Regions from separate parts of the Zea mays genome. Here region 1 is linked to region 2. Evidence: chromatin contacts called from public Hi-C data. All regions are on one chromosome and are shown on one strand. Each heading gives the region's core, a stretch centred on a gene start, on an enhancer-like site or on the middle of the called end of the contact. The rest is flanking DNA. Distances are from core to core; before and after follow the strand shown. Region 1 holds the start of LOC100193576. Region 2 holds the start of LOC100381726.

Region 1 (6,476 bases), core at 218-2,717, 520 kb before region 2:
TCTTTTATAGCAAACAAAAGAGGTGACCTTTGTTTCCATCAGTTCCACCTATGGTGTGTGATATATACTGTTTCCAAAGTTGTGCTCTTTCCCTCTTCTGCCACAAATTGGCAATTGACATTCACAGTTGAAGACTCCATACCACATAAAGTAAGAACGGAAAGTATCCACTAACTGCTAATATGGCACAGCCAGTTCTAGGATTCTGTATACACCAAAAAGAAAATAGAATATGGCATAGCCAGTTACAGGTTACTTCTTTTAAGCTAAAAAACCAATATGCAATCATAGGATACTAACGAAGCTAGCTAACTACTAGCTAGCTAAAAGTTAGCTCTTGTGCATCCAAACAGGAGAGCTAATAGTTGAGTTAAATTTTTAGCCAAATTTCCAACTAGCTGTTGATTAACTAGTTAGACAGTTTTTAGCCCAACAAGTAACTAGCCCTAGCTTAGACTGACTCCAGCGGGAGTCTGTAGAGCGTCCCCTAGAGAAGATTTCCTCCTCTATATGCTTCACCGGTGTCCTCTTCCATCCTCTCTATATATAGAGAGACTCTCATCTCTTCTCATCTATCTATTTAAGGGTATAATAAATAGGTACGTAAAAAATCTAGAATAAAATATGTCTTTAATGTGTGTATTTAATTTGTGGAGGATGAGATATAGAAGATGTTGGATAAGAATGAGATATAGAGGAGAGAATCTTTTAGTGAGTATGTTAAGGAGGGATAGTTGAAGCATCCAAACAGGCCCTAATCAGTGAATATGGCATAGCCACTAGAAGCATAATGCTGAAGCTAATACTAATTGAATAAGCATAGCCAGCTCTAGGACTAGGCTGAAAAAGAAAATTGAAGCATAGTTTCCCACTACTCAACTGTCCATGCATCCAGAAAACAAAAGCAAATCAAGGATACCACGAGCAGCCATTCGCCACAAGCAAAATAACATGAGGTAGGAGAAAGACTCGCACTCGTGAGACATGAGCACAAAGCGCAAAAGAAGCAATTAGCAATACATGATCCAAGAAACTCGTGACACGGGGAATACCCCTGCACCTAAATTACAAAAGCGTCCGTAGCTTGTCAGCAGATCGGGACGGCACAGGCGTGTACGCTACCAAATCAACAAGCCTCATCAGTGCCTCACCTTGCGGCCACCGAGCGAGGATGAACTCCTTGAGCGAGGAGACCGTGGTGGAGGGATCGTACTTCGTAGGCCCGATATCCGTGCCGTCGAAGAGACGAAACCTGACCTCGATCGGCTCCTTCCCGCTGGCCATATCCTCCCCGCCAGATCGCCGCCGAGGCGCCCACCGCACCTCCTCTTCCCAAGATCCACGAAGCCCCGGATCAAAGGCCCATAGGAGGCAGGAGCAGGGAAGCGGGAAGAAATCCACAGAAACACGCGCAAGCTGGGAATTTGACGACGAATTCTTGCTTCCGCGTGGGGTGAAAGCGAGGGGGCGACGACTCGGTGGGGGGATGAGAGCCAGGGAGGAGAGAGATACGCGGTAGTGGGCAGGCTTCCTCCTCTCGGTGTATTGACGGATACGCCCAAGCCGAAATTTTTAATTGCGGTTTTGGCATCGAGCCATTGGTGATGATGGAGCGTGAAAGCGAGTGGCGATGCCGAGGCCGAGGGCGAGGCAGAGCGAGGGATTCTATGCGCGGCGCGAGGCGGGCAGTCAGCAGCAGCAGGAGGAGGAGGAAACAGACCGCCGGCCGGGATTCGACGTCGGCGATGGCTTCTATCTCTGGCGTTTTGACCGCCCTGGGTCTCGTCGCCTTCTTCCCTGTTCTGTACTGCTGCCGTAGACCGTAGTCATGGCTTTTTGGCATCCTATGTGGAAACAGGCCGAACTTGTTTTCCATTTCAAAATAAACAGTCAAACAAACATGCACGACAATCCAATGACGCATTGCTCTGGGAGAAAGTTTCAGACCTGCATACTGCCGACTAGGTTTTATTTAAGACTGTATTTTATTCTCGTCTTATGCTGACTCAAGAAGATTAGTCTAGATACCTTGAAAATTGAAATGGTAAAAAAAAAAAGCAAATCGTTCTTGATCACACGACTGCAGACTGCTCCTTAATTTCAATCTTCAGAACCACCACACGCCCCCTGATCCGAACGCCTCAGGTCCCCTTGAGTAGCATGACGAGCACAGTGTATTTTTCCTGGCTGGCCGAAGGCCAATCATCCAATCGACATCTGCATTCCACTGGGGAATGGATTATCATTAGCTGGCCACTATTATTCCAGGCAACCAACGCATAGATAGAGTTACCGCCATTTGGTGATCACGCGGTGTACTTTCTCTTGCACACCAACCGGAACGGCTTAACATCCAGTTTTCCTGGCAATGATCTGCACGAAGTCACAGGCACATGCAAAAATAATAGTCCAAGGAACGCGGCACTCAAATGAATTTCCAGGCGAAAAAGAATCAGCAGTTTTGTAAAATAGAACGACTAAACAGCACACGGAGTATAATCCGGTCTAAAAAAAGAAGGATATTGTGAGGACAGCTAAGGCATGATAATTGTGCGGGACAAAAATGATTGGCAGACGACGTCCTCATGGACTGATGGTACTAAACCCAACACACATCGATACAATTTTTTTAAAAGAAAATTGGGTTTTCTATACAAGGGCTAAAAATTTTCAGCTGAATCGTTGACGCATTTGCTACCAAATATTCAGTGGTGGTGGTGGTGGACTGGTGGTGACGGTGACAGTTCAAGTTTTTCTTCGAGAAAAATTAAGCACATGCTGGAAGAACTGCAGAGTAATAGTGCGATGGCGCCAATTGCATTTCTCGGCTTCGATTATGCTGCCACCTGCAATTTACAGCAAATCAATCAACATAGGTATGTTTGGTTTTATTTTTATTTCGGAAGAGCTTTTCTGTTGGAAGAATCTGTTACGTACGGAGAAACATAAAAGAATCTACAAGGTTTAGAGTATAGAAAGTGACAGTTTCCACTATCATAACGACTCGACTGATCTGTGTTTACGTTGATTTTGGATAGTTTTGATTAAAGTGATTCAAAATCCTATATGTTAACAATCTGCAGCAGATTTTGATGACTAGAATCTGGAAAAAGCTGAAACAAACAGGACATATAAGCTTCCGATTTTTCCTGTTACACCAAAGGTTTTTTTTTAAGTGTTAGTAGAAAGGAGCTGTGTCGTGACTCGTGTTCGTGTAGTGGAGGTAGCTCTAGATTCCGTGCAACTACTGTTTTCGCCTCTGCAAGCAATGATAGATAGAGGGATGCAATGTGTGGCAAGCGAAGTAGCCTGAGGAATATTTCGAGGAAGCAAGATATCAAATATTCCAAGGCGCCTATTTCCAATTCTCCTCCTAAACTTATCTTCTTCTTTTTTCCCTCGGTTCATTAGTTCATCACTGTCAGAAATATTCAGACATCCTAATTGTTCGACGTGACAGCCTAGTTGATACAGCGTGCCATCATTTAATTGAAAAAAGAAGAAGCTGAAAGTTACAGGTAGGAGGTTACCGGAAGCAATGGATAAGCTACACTGGCCGGCTCGAACTGTTGTTTTGGAGGGAGCCTTACCGGCCTGACTACATGATTTGCAGGTAAGAACACCTGCTGGTTGATGTTAGTATACTAATACATGTGCGTCTGCATCACGACACCCTCTTTTGTTTCTGCCGTCACGGTACTATCATATTGCTCCTGTTCGATTTGCATATCGTGAGCTGTTATTTTATATATAAAAAAAATCGAAGTCGTACTATGGCCTGTTAGAACGGCTCTCTTGGCCATTTTTTTAGGAATCCAAAAGCACTGGAAATTGTTTGTTCCAACAGCGTCTCTCTCAAAAAAAAAGTTCCAACAACCTACATCACTCTTCATGTATGTATGTGCAAATGTTTATTCTAAGAGCAACATGGAACCGGATCCCCATGCCTTAGGAAAGGAGAGAGAGAGAAAAAAAAAACTTACTAGGAAATTTGGGGTTCTATTCTTATCCCATACATAAAGTAAAAGATCGGATGCATATAGCACTCCACTACCACTCCCTTTTATTTTATTTTACTTTATTTTATTTTAAAAAAAAGCTCAGGTAATTCCTTTTCTCACGTCCATGTCACGTTACACATCACTTTGTCTCTATCTTGAACACAGCCGCACTTGTGCTAGTCTGCATGTGTGTTAGTGGGAGAAATGATTAGTGTGCCGCAGATAACGCAGCTGGTTTGCTCGTCAACCGGTGGTGGAGATGAGAGATTGAGAGCTGACCCATTCAGCTGTTCCCTTCCCTGATGCCAAGTGCTCGCCAATGAGCAGAGCAGTGGAAAGATGTGTCTGCCAAGGATGAGAACACTGAAGCTTTTCAGAAAAAGTGGAGAACGAGAACTGTGAGAGACAGTGGGGTGAACTGAAAAAAAAAGCGCCCCGTTTGCGCTTCTGAAATTATTGCAGGCTTCAGCTTCGGATGCAGGCTGCGTAGGAATCGGAGGAGGCGTGTTTGGTTTTTAGCGGCTAATTTAGTCATTTTATTTTATTTCATTTTGGTCACAAATTATCAAATACAGAAACAAAAATATATTTTTGTTTCTATATTTGGCAAGTTAGGAACTAATATGAAATAAAATAGAGTGACTAAAAATTAGTCCCTACAAATCAACCATCTATTAAGACTATCTTCAGCAGTTTTTATCTCACTCTCTATTTTAAACTTCACTCTGCAAACAATGTAATTTACACACAGTCGATTGGAGATAGCCTAATAATTGGGTGATCCACTCGCGGACCTGATGTTGTCTGCTGCGGTAAGCAAGTTTCGTGGTGGAATGGGGGTAAAGAGTGGGTTCATAATTGAACGCTTTATCCTTTATGTACGTCCGAATTGCTTGGCTTGGCTTGATTTGACTGTCGACGGAAAGCCATTCGTTTGCAATTGCATGATTGATCGGCGATTTCAGGCCAACTGTCGAAACGCTCGCAATCGCTATCAGTTCGATGGCAGTAAAAGTGAGGTGTTACTTCTAGTGCTCCTGCATGCAGGTGCCACGGCTCAAATGGCAAGCAGGTCCAATGAGTTCTGCAATTACAGGCACGTCAATTTGCCTGCTGCGGCATCCAATTTTGTCTTGTTAGTAGCACTGTCTGCTTGTTCGTTTCACATGAACAGGTGCCACTAGGTGAGTGGCTGAGTGACGTTGAAATCAGTGGGTCAGTGACAGGGATCACGAGGGAAAAAAGGCCTGTGGGAACCGAGTGCAAACGGGCCGAAAATGTGGATCTCAAATGCTTGGGCAGCCCACTCCATAAAAACCGAGGCCCAGAAAACCTTTTTTTTTTGGGGTGGGGGGAGGGGGGCTAGCCGGCAAGGACTAGGACCTTATTGTTTCAACTAGGTGAGTGCCCGTGCGTTGCAACGAAACATATAATATCATAATAACTTATATACAAACTGTGTCCTATATTGTTATAAGAAGATGTTTCATAATCCATTTGTGATCCTAACCATACATAAATTTTGTTATTTTAATTTAGATGTTTCACTACTACATTGAAACCATTAGTATCATGCAGACTTCGATATATGCCACGATTTGCATGGTCTCATCATTGGAGAGCACGTGCCACACCTGCCGGTAGAAGTTTTCTTGTACATCATCAGTCATCAGACACACATCATCATACACGCTTGCTTAAATAAAAAGACAAGTGTGTGTGTTTGCGAAGAGAATTAAAGACAGACCAACACAAAAGCTACCCCGACGATGGCGAGTGGTCATTGTTGTTGGTCCTCCTCTGCGTCACCTCTAGTGCCAAGATGACGCCACAATCCTTGATATAGTAGTCGCCGAACGCGCGCGACATGGCGAGTAACGATGACTCTTGGCTGGGCTGCCAAACGAAGTGCATCCCGGGCTCATCAGCGAGGTAGTACACCTGGCCGTTGCACCACCGGATGTGCTACTCCTCGACATACTCGCCATGAGAATGACAAAAAAGGGAAAGAACAGGGAATAGTGGACGGGAGAATGGGAAAGGCAGAACAGGGAGGCACTGTTTTAACTTTAGTAACACTACATATTACCCTGCTAACGCCTGTTGGTTATAGCAACTTTACTGAAATCAAATGTCTATTTGATTCTAGCAGGCTTCAAGTGGTAGAGAAATCTACAAAATGCAATTTCAGTAGCAGGTTTCTGCTAGGTCATAAGAGCTAGTTTCTACATTAAACTAAGTTAGGCACTATAGTGAGGTCATAAGAGCAAGTTTCTGCATTGAACTCAGTTAGGCCGACACAAAAAGCAGTAAGGCGTGGTGTGCTCTTGATCTAGTTCTTTTCTAGCCAAAAGAGACGATCATAATAGGTATGTGGTGCACTGGTGCTAGGTGCAATGTATCAAATATTATCAGAGCGAGATATGAGGGCCAGGGAGTGGGTCTGTTGCACTATTTTATGATGAAGATAGTGAA
Region 2 (6,242 bases), core at 832-3,331:
GGCGGGCGCTTTGCGCTGGCTCTCGCCTGTCTTGCATTGCCTTGCCTTGCCTTGCCGCCGATGGGTTTTCAGATTCCACCAGAATCTAGGTCAAAGCCTAGATTCCCCGACCCCGACCGTGTGGCGATGGGGGAAGCAAGCGTTCAGATTCCACCGCTTGAGGCCCCCCCAGCTTCACCACAAAAGGCAGAGAGAGAGACAGAGGAGAGGGAGTAGACTCCAAGAGCAAGCTAGGAGTATGCATGCGTATACGGACTAGTGGTACTAGCAGTGTGCATATTCTTCTCTCTCACACACACACTTCAGCTCGAAGACACAGCCGCCCGGTCCGTTCTAGCGTCCAGAAGAACCATCGACGACGACCCATCCATGTGGGTGAGGGTGCGAACAGGCACAACTAGGGATGGCAACGGGTTTGAAACCCGCGGGTAGATGGTTTTCAAACCCGCCTCCGCGGGTTTAATATTAAACCCGCACCCGTACCCGTTACCCGCGACGGGTACAATATGCTACCCATACCCGCGACCCGCGGGTGCCACAAACCCGCGGGCACATAATTATACACATATATTTATACATATATCATCTATATATACATATATTTATACACACATATAACTATACATATACAAATATGTATATATATAATATACACACATATAAAATTACATATATACACACATATATATATATACATACATACATATATATATATATATATATATATCCATTGCGGGTACGCGGGTTTGCGGGCACGGGTATAACATTTTCATACCCGCGAGAAAAAAACTCGTCGGATTGAGAATCAAACCCGCACCCGTACCCGCGGGTACAAACTCACACCCAAACCCGCACCCTATAGGGTTTTTACCCGCGGGCACGCGGGTAAAATGTGCCCGTTGCCATCCCACAGCGGAGATCACAGATCATTGGTGGCAAAACGCTGGTGGCCAATGGCAGGCCCGTCTTTTGTATAAAATGACTCGACGGAAAGATGCACGGGAACCTCTTGCTCTTGGGCCACACCACGTGAAGACCGAAAAAGGCGCTGTCCGTCCATCACGGTGTGCGATGCCTGGCCTGCCGGGATTCTACAAAATATAGTATAATAATAATAAGTAGCACCAGACGTAGAACAAAGTTATTCTCCTTTTTTTACATTTATAATAAATAAATATATATATATATATATATATAGCAGCAGCGGCAGGATCTACAAAAAGAAGTCCAGCTGATAATTATTGGCTACTCCGGCTGTGTACTCGCTAGCTCGACGGGTAAACCGTGTGCTGCGCGCTCTTCACTGCACCATGCATCTGATCAACTATAGCTACACTCCACGCAACGCAAGCTAGCCGACTCGACAGCATACGGGTCGGACGCATATATGCCCATGCAATGCATGCACGGCCTGGTTGGCTGGGGAAGCCTTGGCCATTTTCTACTTCGGGTTCTCGGGCAAGGTAGCTAGGCTACTAGGCAGTAGCGCCGCGCCACGCCGTGGGGCCCGGCGATGGGCGTACTTGCGGCCGGTGGGGATTGGCCGCGCGCCAACCGAGGTGGGAGCCCGGAGCTAGCCGCCCCCCGCCCGTCAGGCGTGCACGCCGACAGCGGCGCGGGCGCACCGGCTGAGCAGTGAGCACTGAGCAGGCATTCAGCAGGCGAGAGTACTCTGACGCGTCTTGTCCCGGTCCGAGTCCGGTCCCGTCCCGTCCCATCAGCGCGCGTCCGGCGTCCCTTCACAAGACTCGACGGCGAAACGCGACGTGCGCGCAAGCAGCACATGCCACGCGACGCACCAAAGGCCGGCCGGCCGGCAGGCAGGGTGGTACTGGTACAGCGTCGATCCACCACGCGACCCGGCCCGGCCCCCGGGCACCAGGCGTTGCGGTGGCGGGGGCAGCGGCGAGGCGTAAAGGAGCGCGGCTGACTCGACCGGAGAGGAAAGGGCGTACTCTACAGCAGTGGCGAGGGGCCGGGCCGACGGAACCCACGGCAAGCCGAGCGGAGCGGAGGTGCCTCTCGCTTTTGCCTGGCGTCGATTACTGGGATCCCGTGTCGTTTTTCTCGAACCAGAACGCATGGCTCGTCTTTTTATCGCGCGGTACCCGCGGCCTGATCGCGGTTTGTACTCATCCAAGTGTGCTTTAACCGTCGCATTCTCGAAGAGGACATCAATATCGTTTGGTGTCTCCAACTGCTATTAAGGCTAATCACAGTGAGAATTTCATTTCTCTATTTTCAAAAATGTCATGTCAGTTTTATGGATGAATGAAACATCCTCTCTCAATAGAGAGTTTCATCTCACTGTTTCATATGTCAACATACTTCTTAAATGCTGCATATAAATAATCAATAGGATTTACTCAATTATATGAAGATGAAACAAAACACTCTCAGTGGAGGTTTCACACAGTTTTCAAGACCTTGGAAACGAGTTAACATGGTTTCATCCCCATGAAACTCCATGAAACTCTTCCTTATTAAATGTTATGACATGTCATCAAATAGCTGATGTGGCAGGCTAATTAATACGTGAAACACCTCATAAAATCTCTATTGTGATTAACCTAATGTACTCGGCTCGGTGCCGGTTGATCTAACATATATTAGAATCAGTTGTAGGCTCAGCCAATATTACTGTACATGCTTTATAAAGTCTCTACCTCCTTCAGTTGGTACTACAAGAGCAGGGAGATCCACTTGTTACTTGTTTTTGTTTATATTTTTTTAAATTGTGTGGTTGATTATATTTATACCCAAATAAATCTCTAGAGGTCTTTTTTTTTCAGGTTCCCGCCAATAGACCTTTAGCACCGATTCTTTGTATGAACCAATACTAAATGCCCCTTATAAATTCGGTCTTCCATGTTTTCTTCTCATTCTCAATTTTCTTCTGGTGCCCTACACAGTGGACCCATCGAGCCCTCTCACCGCACCGCCACGGAATGTTTTAAGCACCCTCTAATAAGCTTAATAAATTTTATGTAACTGGCCTTATAAACAGATGGGAAACGTCACGTAGTAAACAAGGCGAAACAACTGCTACATTGGCTGGTAAATAGGCAGAGGACTATGGAGGAAATAAACTACTCATAAAACTTGAGAGTGTTTTGTCTAGAGATGGTAATAAGGACCCGATCTCCGATTCCCTGCGGGGAATTCCTCTATTAGGGGATGGGGATGACAAAGTTTCTTCCCCTATGGGGATTTAAACGGGAAAAAATTCTCTCTCGATAGGTAAACAGGGATGGGGACGAGGAAGCATTCTCTGTCTCCGTTCCCGCGGGGACCCGTTAAACTTACATATGACAATGTTTTCATGTAATAGTTAATGGTAAAAATAAATAATGATCTTGTCAAGAGATCATCCGTTGTTCAAATGTGTTTATTTTAATGTACATATAATGATTTTTACATCTAACAATATGTATAAGTGACGATGTTTTATATTAATAATAAATAGAGTAGATTTAATTATAATTTAAGCGGGGACGAGGATCCCGATGGGGATGGAGAAAAATATCCCCGCAAACATTCGTGGGATCCCTACAGAATAATCTTTTCGTTGCGGAGACAAGGAGCTACAATCCGACAGAGAATTCACCATTGTCATCCCTAATTTGGTCATATATGGAGCCGAGGACTCATGTCCTTCACAAATACTGAATGCGTATGTGCGTGCTATATATTTTTATTTGCGAGACACATTTATCCCCTCTCTATATATCGGCAGTCGTTCAGCGGTCTGTGTCAACACGATCTTCCAATACAAACTAATAAAATCAAGCTACAAGTAAAGTTTTCAAATATCAAACTAGCTGATGCCTGGAGTTCGATGAACAAACATATCGGTTTCAATTTGGTACCTAAAGTCCAATTAAGATCCTGCTCACTAGATCTAGGAATACAAAATGCATTTGTCTTGGCTGTTAAGGAAACGGAGCCAGCAGAACCATGGTCCGTTTTTATTTTTTGGCAAGAAAAGGCGCTTTTAATCTGTTGCTGGTGCAAACTAAAGAAGGGAAAAGGCGAAACAAAAAAAAAGGGAAGGCTGGAGGAGGTGGGTGCAGCAGCAGAAAACGATGGGTACTTGGGCGGGCGACGTGGAAAGCGGCCGCGTTCTTTTACACGGCGATGGTTTTGCCATCCCTTCGCTTTTTTTCCCACCTCCTTTTTTCCCACCGCGCGTTTGCGAGCTCGAGCCGATTGCGACGGGGGTCTGGAGATCTCAGGTTCTCGGTGCCGAGTCCGTGAGCAGATAAAATTTCTTTGGGTCTTTCCATCTCAGATACGCATGGCACGCAACGCAGCAGTGTCTGCGAGTTGAGCAAGGGTTCAGTTTAATGATACCTCTAAGCATCCTTTTGGACGGGCCTGACCTACCTATCCTATCCCCATCTTTCCGACCCATGAACAGGATTACCAATGTCAGTATGCTGTGTGTTGCTGCAAGTACGCACATTATTTATTATTTTAGTTACATGATTAGTACATCTTTTGGTGAGGAGTACCAGACAGATTAGTAATTAACAGCGTAAAAGCTAGAACAGATATTGCCCAATGAAAGCTGCTGAGTGGCCAACTTAGGTGTCAGAGAATTATATGTTAGTTGACCCTTCTTCCTTTTTAAGCTGTTTCCTCTGTACTAGTAGATTAGTACAATATAGTTATTAGACAACACTTGACAGCAAGAAGAATCAGAACAGACGGTTCCTAACATGTGAGTCAGAAGCAGGGTCCTTGACATGTAGGCCTCCGTTGGGCCGAGCTCTAGTTCCTCAAAAACAGTTCGGACTCTAGATTTTTTAAGGGATCGGAGCCATTTTGCTACTTGTTTGATAAAATAGATTCTCTCCGCGTTTCTTTCTAATTATGTATGGGAAAAATATAGGTGGAGCCGATAAAAACCAGGTTTTTAGTGCTCTAGCTCTCAACAAAAAAAGACTCTATTTTTTTTAGGGTTTATCGGCGAGCCGTCGTTTTTCATAATCGTTTGATACAACTTTACGATAAGCTTGAGTTAGAGCCGTCTAAAGAGCCATATCAAAGGCACCCATAATCGTGCGTTTAGGCATATACAAATTTATACCTTGGATGTCGTATATAGGAGTGTTTAGTTTATAGGGACTAATTTTTAGCCTTTACATTTTATTCTATTTTAGTTCTTAAATTGATAAATATGGAAACTAAAACTCTATTTTAGTTTTTGTATTTGAAAATTTAGAGAATAAAATAGAATAAAATGAATAAACTAAAAACCAGTCACTATAAACCAAACACCCCGTAATCAGTCTCATCCTAGGACCCTTAAAAACAAAGAATATTATAACACTACCGCAATCAGGTTCTTTGGCGAGTGCTCGGCGCTTTATCGAGTGCCACTCTCGGCGAACTAAGACTCTCGACACAGACCTAGTTTACCGAGGGTAAAACACTCGGCATAGAAAGACACTCGGCAAAGGAGTCTTTGCCGAATGTCAAGCTCTCGGCGAAACACGGCACTCGGCAAAGAACCGTCAGCAACCGTCTATAGTTGACGACCGTTAACTTTGTCGAGTGTCAGGCGTTGACACTCACCAAACACTCGGTAAACCTTTATTTTGCCGAGTGTCTTTCCTTGACACTCGATACAGTATATTTGTTTTTCTTTTTTCTCCAAACGTTTTGTGGTGTGTTGCTACAATATCGAAGTGTTTGCTGAAACTATTAGATTTAGTTCGTTTAATTGTTTTGGAGGGAAAATCCTCCGACCGGGTGGCAGAGTGCACCCGCCCTGATCTTAAGATGAGGATGGGACCTAGGGATTGCATGAATAGCTGGAAGAACACGAGAGCACAAGGGTTAGAATGGTTCGGGCCGTCGGAGCGTAATACCCTACATCTACTATGAGTTGTATTATCTGGGAATCTCCGTGTGTTTTATTGCCTAGGAGTCTCTTTGTGTTATTGTGAGGTTGTCTACTACCATGTGTGTGCCTTCCCTTTTATAGCCTAAGGGAGGCATCACATGGTGACTGAGCGCCAACAAGTGGGCCTCGTAATCTATTGCTAGATATAGAGTAAGTGGAGCGTCGGTCCGTGGAGAACGGATATCTTCTCCTCGTCGTATAGATCTCTTAGCTTGTCGTGCCCTTGACCCGTTTAGTCAGAGTAGGGTATAAGTGTAGGTTGCGAAGAATTTGTTAACAAATGCGTAGCCATTGTTATTATGGCTTCCTGAAACCCATTGGCATGTAGAAG

Evidence for each region. A called contact is a pair of places that touch in the nucleus more often than the background predicts.
Region 1: a contact with region 2 is called in a Hi-C map of ear, with 2.8 times the contacts expected there. The contact joins the promoter of LOC100193576 here to the promoter of LOC100381726 in region 2. A contact is called at or near these places in 2 of 25 Hi-C or Micro-C datasets (ear and tassel).

The regions. Positions count from the first base shown.
Region 1 is chr4:186,355,490-186,361,965 of Zm-B73-REFERENCE-NAM-5.0, reverse strand. It overlaps LOC100193576, which reads right to left and starts at 1,467. Exons shown (of 2, transcript NM_001138684.1): 1 at 1,152-1,467. The coding sequence starts at 1,284.
Region 2 is chr4:185,833,196-185,839,437 of Zm-B73-REFERENCE-NAM-5.0, reverse strand. LOC100381726 reads right to left here and starts at 2,081. Exons shown (of 1, transcript NM_001174533.1): 1 at 652-2,081. The coding sequence starts at 1,785. The coding sequence ends at 1,468.